2 separate regions of the Mus musculus genome follow, and region 2 is linked to region 1. Evidence: chromatin contacts called from public HiChIP or PLAC-seq data. All regions are on one chromosome and are shown on one strand. The core of a region is the stretch at or near the end of the contact, and the rest is flanking DNA. Distances in the headings are between cores, read along the strand shown. Region 1 overlaps Gm11958 (predicted gene 11958). Region 2 overlaps Hormad2 (HORMA domain containing 2).

Evidence for each region. HiChIP or PLAC-seq counts read pairs in DNA pulled down with a chosen protein or histone mark.
Region 2: a contact with region 1 is called in an H3K27ac HiChIP or PLAC-seq map of extraembryonic endoderm stem cells. The contact joins two enhancer-like sites. A contact is called at or near these places in 1 of 15 datasets of contacts at CTCF or cohesin (the NIH/3T3 cell line), 9 of 484 Hi-C or Micro-C datasets (the HPC-7 cell line, the Patski cell line, bone marrow-derived macrophages and 4 more) and 10 of 115 datasets of contacts at active chromatin or transcription factors (CD8 T cells, bone marrow-derived dendritic cells, embryonic fibroblasts and 6 more).

Annotation. Positions count from the first base shown.
Region 1 is chr11:4,301,216-4,304,388 of GRCm38.p6, reverse strand. It overlaps Gm11958 (predicted gene 11958), which reads right to left. Exons shown (of 4, transcript NR_166831.1): 3 at 1,201-1,318; 4 at 241-918. Among named protein-coding and RNA genes, the nearest start is that of Gm11958, 17 kb to the right of the region's middle. Within about 2 kb of position 1,903, at least 121 of the 459 cell types and tissues checked have an H3K27ac peak or open chromatin away from gene starts, as enhancers often do. A contact at or near this core is called in extraembryonic endoderm stem cells, where this site is marked.
Region 2 is chr11:4,403,128-4,406,046 of GRCm38.p6, reverse strand. All of the region lies in intron 10 of Hormad2 (HORMA domain containing 2), which reads left to right. Among named protein-coding and RNA genes, the nearest start is that of Hormad2, 36 kb to the left of the region's middle. Within about 2 kb of position 1,601, at least 25 of the 459 cell types and tissues checked have an H3K27ac peak or open chromatin away from gene starts, as enhancers often do. A contact at or near this core is called in extraembryonic endoderm stem cells, where this site is marked.

The DNA.
Region 1 (3,173 bases), core at 654-3,153:
ATGGCTGTGATGATCCAATTCCTGCCTCTCTCTTCACGTGGCTTTCTTCCCATGTGTCAATCTCCAAATCTCTCCCTCAGAAGACTGCCAGGCTTGGCCTTTTATGGCCTCATCTTGGCTTGACTCTCCAAAAACTAGCAAACAAGGTCATAATCTCAGGTACTGTCAACGATTGCTGGGACAGAGGCACACCGACGCTTCCATGCCTAAGGAGTCCTTTCATTCTCTCAGGAGGCGTGGTTGGGTTTATTAAAAACAAAGAGGAAGGTTTTATTTAAGGAAAGAATAAGGCACACTAAAGAGTGTGGTGTGGGCTTAAGAAAGGGTCAAGTCAAGCGCCAGCATTTGCTGTGCAGACGCTTTCGGCGGTTCTCAGTACATCTCAAAGGTTGCTAAGAAGCCTTTTTTTTTCTTTTTTCTTTTTTCTTTTTGGTAAATGGATTATAGGGTGGGATTATAATCTGATAAGGTAAAAACCAGAAGCCACTGGAGTTGCACAAGGGATTTAGAATGTGTCTTTTACTGTAAATGAGGCTTCTGGTTAGAGTCCTAGAAAATTGTAGGCTTCTAGCTGGGAAGGGGGAATGACCTTAAGCAAATGTTGCTAATGGTGCTGGAGTTCTTGATCCTTAGTTGGTGAGGAGCTTAAGCCTGGGTGAGGGGCTCCTTCCTCCTCCCACGTCACCATCATTTTCTCTATCTTCCTGTCCTTCTTGGTACCCAAGGGGGTTGGAACATCAAGGTATGGGCAGGGGTGCACGCGGCCTTACAATTTCTAAAGTTCTTTAACGTGGGGACCACATCTCAGTAAGTATTGGACACTCAGCTCATGATGAGATGAAAGCGACCATGCCATGAAGGATCTTCTTTCCGGGATGAGACATAGTCATGAGAACTGTTTTCAGCTTGGCTGCAGGCCTGTGGAGACACATAATGTCCACCTTCACATAATCACAGGGCTTTCCTGGTATACCTCTTCAGTATCGTTCCGGGGATGGCATTCAGGGGGAAGTTGGGATTGGCTCAAAATACTTTTGGCTCAAAGACTCAAAGGATCTCTGAACTGTGGCTGTCTAGCTCGGCCGTGTACCCGGAGCAGTAGTGAGTGACCTCACTCTTCACTCATCTGACAAATATGTACAAGGCCTATTGTGTGCCAAGTGGCAGACCCGGGGCAGGGACTGAGACAATGGCAGACACCTGAGAGCTGCAGCCTGGCCTTCAGGAAGCCTGCTGGTGGCTCCTCCGAAAAGGTCTTGCAGCTGGCTAGGCACGTGCTGCAGGGCTTCAGAGTTGACACGCAAGATCTTCATGATCCCTAAGGAGTCAATGAAGAAATGTGTCAATGAAAAAAGAATCCAGGGTGAAGAGAGGGAGAATGTTTTAAACCCAGATTTAAGCGAACACAGCCTTGCCTTGGCAGATCACACGCACAAGAGCGGGCTCCCTCACACTATCACACAAGCCGGACCCTCAGCAGAGAATTTTTATCTGCAGAAGTGTCAGCTTCTAGCCTCCTGCTTCCAATTACAGTGTTCTAGCCTTACCCCACCCACCCTGTACTCCACAAACAAACAGCTTAGACCCGCCGCCGCTGCTGCTGTTGCTGCGGCTGGAACCTCCTCCACTTAGATATCAAATCCCTCTCCTAAATTGCAGCAGACAAAATAGCTGAAGTCCTAGGTGTTTCCCCTCTGCCCAGGACACCCAGCCAGGGAAAGCAAATTGAGAAGCCTAAATCAAAGGTTTTCAACAGAGCCAGGCCCCAGGGTGGGAGGGAGAGGCCTCTGCTTTCAGCTCTCAGCCTCTGCTGTTACTTCTTGAGCCAAAACAAAGCCGGTCCCAGGGAAGTTAATCTGCCCTGGATAGAACAGGGCCACTCCCTGAGGTACAGAGCCAGCTGTGGGCCCAGAGCAACCAGGCCCAGGAAGCTGGGCCTGATGAGGCTGTGGGCCTAAGAGGGAGTGGCTACCACTAAGGACTGGATCTGCATCTGCATGCTTGCCTGCTGCCTCTTGATTGATTGTAAAGATAAGTGTGTTTTAAAAGATTTATGGGGGCAGGGCGTGGTGATGCACACCTTTAATCCCTGAACTGGGGAGGCAGAGACAGGTGGATCTCTGAGAGTTTCGAGGCTAGCCTGATCTACATAGTTTCCGGACAGACAGGGCTACACAGTAAAACAAGACAAAACAAACAAACAAGCAAAAAAACCAAAACAAAACCAAAATTGGGGCTGGAGGCCCACCTCCCACGGGAATGCACTGGCATACACAAAACCCTAGATTGGAGTTCCAGTGTAACACAAACTAGACATCTGGGCACGGTAGCACTTGCCTCTAGTCCACGGGGTAGAGGACAGAGGCAGAGGATAGGAAGTTCAAGGTCATCCCAAAGCCAAGGGTAGCCTAGGCTATACAAGATCCTGTCAAATATTTACCCTCATACTCTTAGGCACACGTGTACACACACACATACACACACACACACACTTTAACACACATGAACCTTTACACTTATGAAAACACACTCTCGCACATGCACACCCATCCTTCCTAACACAGATGCCTTTCTGGGTTTGTGTTGGATTTGTCAAGAGATGAAACAGTCCCTTGGTATGTCCCATGTGCACCGTACCAAGCTGTACCCTGGTTTTCACACATCCCTGGTAGCTCTTCTCTCCAGGAGCCTTATGAGGCTCTGTGAAACAACAACATGACCTACCCTTTGATGACCACACAGAGCCCAGGACTTTGCACAGGACTAACTTCTGTTTAAAGCTGACAGTCAGGCTGGAGAGATGGCTCAGTGGTTAAGAGCACTGACTCCTCTTCCAGAGGACCTGGGTTCAATTCCCAGCAACTACATGGTGGCTCACAACCATCTGCAATAGAATCCAGCACCCTCTTCTGGTGTGTCTGAAGTCTGAAGACAGCAACAGTGTACTCACATACATAAAATAAATCTTAAAAAAAAAAAAGCTGACAGTCTGTCTCACATAGACTGTACAGGTCAGCCGACACTGGTACAGAACAGGTCTCTAGCCACCCATTGTGGAGAAAACACAGACAACAGCTGAGTCTCAGATTCTCGGTCAGAAAAAGAGGCGAGGGCACCTGCCTCCCAGAGTCTGGGTCAGTCGGTGAAGCTCCACACGCGGGGAGGGAACTTGT
Region 2 (2,919 bases), core at 352-2,851, 100 kb before region 1:
ATTGTAGTCTGGCTGGCCTAGAACTCATAAAGAGCCACAAAGCTCTACCTCCACATCTATACGCACACTTACTGGTACATGCAAATGAGTGTCTACAGGGAAAATAGTAGTTTTAGATTTGTTTTAATCACTGCTCTATTACTATTACGAGATACCATGATGTGTCTCTGTGACGAGACAGCTTATAAAAGCAAACATTTAATTGAGGGCTTGTTTACAGTTTTAGAAGGTTAGTTCATTATCATCATGTCAGGGAAGATGGCGGCATACAGGCAGGCACTGGAACAGTCTCTGAGAGCTATATCCTGATCCATAAGTAGAGAGGACTCTAGACTTGGCATGGGGTTTTAAAACCTCAAAGCCCACTCCAACTTCTTCCAAGAAGGCCATACCTACTCCAACAAAGCCACACCTCCTAATTGATCTAATTCTTCTCAAATAGTGCTAGTTCCTGATGACTAAGCATTCAAATATATGAGCCTATGGGCTCTTATTCAAACCACCACAGGTTTACACATTTTCAACTTTGTTAGAAAGGACAAAATAGTTTTCCAAAGAACTATACCCATATTTATTATACCAACAGTGGAAGACAGACCTCATATTCTGTAAGCACTTATTATTGCAGAGTTCATGTTTTCAGTGTCTGCTTGGTATGCTAGCACCTCATCATTTTAGCGTATTTCTTATTGTTGATGCTTGAGCATTTTTTCATTAGTCATTCTGGTTTTCTGGTGCATTGAATTATCTTTCTTTATTCATATAAAAATATTCTGGGGCTAGAAAAATAGCTCAGTGGTAACAATTTATACTGCTCTTCCAGAGTCCTTGAATTCAGTCCCTAGCACCCATGTCAGGGGGGATCATGATTGCCTGTAACTCCAGCTCCAGAGGGACCTATTGTCTAGCCTCTGAGGGCACCTGTATTGTGTGTACAGCAGACAGACAGACATATATGCACAATGTACAAAATTAAAAGAAAAAATATTCTGATAATCATTCTTTTTTACTTATTTATGTTACAGTAATTTGTCTGTTTTTGTGGCTTGTCTTATCTTCTTTAAGTGGTCTTTTGGTAAAGAAAGGCTGTTCATTTAATGTAGTCTAATCTTTTATTCTGACATTCTTAAGAAATTATCTACTTAAATATACATATATACACTTTAAACTCTCACCTTTCTTACTCTCTAGCCCTCCTTCTCTCTTTCTCTTATCCCCTCTCTCCACATGGCCATGGCCGGCCTCTCTCCCTTTTTCTACCTTCTCTCTTTCCCCCTGCCTTTCTACAATAAAGCTCTAAAACCATAGACTGTCTCTCTGCTCATCAAGGCCCACCATGCTTGAACGATGAGATAGGCTTTCCTCTAACAAGCCCCCGTCTAACCTCCTACTGAAAGGCCTTCCTGTGCCACCAACTGGACTAAGGACTCTCGCCTGTGTGGGAACCACACAGCACCTCCCTCTCTCCCCACCCTCTCCTCCCTTTGGCCCTGGACTGAGCCATCCCCCGGGGTTGGGGGTGGGGGCATTCTGTTCTCAGGTCTTCCCTGTGTCCAGTGGTGTCTGGGATGCCCGAGGCTGAGAACCTGTTATCTAGAACTGCCTCTTGTCCACCACCTGCCTAGCTGGGGAATTCCAAGAATGTGAGCACAGTACACATGGAACCAGCTGAAGTTGCCTCAGAAAGCAATGGTTGTGTGGCATGCTAGCTAAGAACAGAGAGATGTGTTGAAGTTCACCACATAGAATAATTTCTCTTGTGAGCTCTATTTAAAACTCAAGACCATCAGAGTTACAGATCCTTGCTGGCACAACTCCAGGTTGAATTCTGTACCATCAGCTATTCAAGGACTCCATTAGAATACCAATTGCTTCCTCAAATATGTAACCTTTGCCTGATGAAAGTTCCCTTGCTCTGAACATAATGGAGTATCACTTGGAAGTGACAACTTACATATTCAATAAAAATGAGGTCTTTTTTATTAAAAATACACACACACACACACATATATATACATATATACTATCTACCTCATACCATAAATGAAATAATCTCTGTGTGTTTGTGTGTGTGTGTGTGTGTGTGTGTGTGAGATTTCATTTATGGTATGAGGTAGCTCAGACCCCTTTACAGTTTTATGTCTAATTATTTTATGCATGCAGACAAATAAATAACTTAGTGATACAGCTCAGTAAACAGACACAAACCAAACAGTAGGGACGGCTGGGACATGGGTCAGGCAAGCAAGATGCCCAGGGGAGAGAGTGAGAGCCTCCTTAAGTTGTTCTCCCTGGGTTCTTGCTTGTCTCAACACATCTTGGCCCTGCTGAATAGTCTGACAAAAGCATCAATCAGATCAAGAGGTGGGATACTACCAGCTGCTTAGAAACATAGTTTTAACCTCACAGTTCATACTCCAGTTAGCAAGAGCATTGGCATCCTTCCTTCTGTTAGCATGCATTTTTTGTTCATGCTGTCGCTGGTATCCATTTGGATGTGCTCTGACTTGGGGTCACTAGGACAGGCACTGCTAAGACTTCTGGTGCTCGGTGCTCGGTCAGGACATATTGACGGTGGGAATCAGGTTGGAAGGAGTGGACAGCTGAGTCAAAGGGCATGCATGCAGTTAGCCCGGCTAGGTACAGCTTCCCAAGCGCTTGTGCCGAGGTCCACACAGCTGCTTTGCATCTTCATCCACTTTGGCGATTTCTATCATTTTTATCAGGTATATTTTGTATGCTGAGCATATTTCATCTTGTTAGGGATAAGCATTCTAGTGGGTGGCAGTGATGAGTTGTTGTGGTTTTCATTTTTGTTTCCCTTCTGAATAGTGAAAGTCAGCACACTTGTCTGACTCACTGATGTGTAGGAATTCTACAGATACATTCTGTAGAGAAGTAATCCTCCAAAACAAGTGT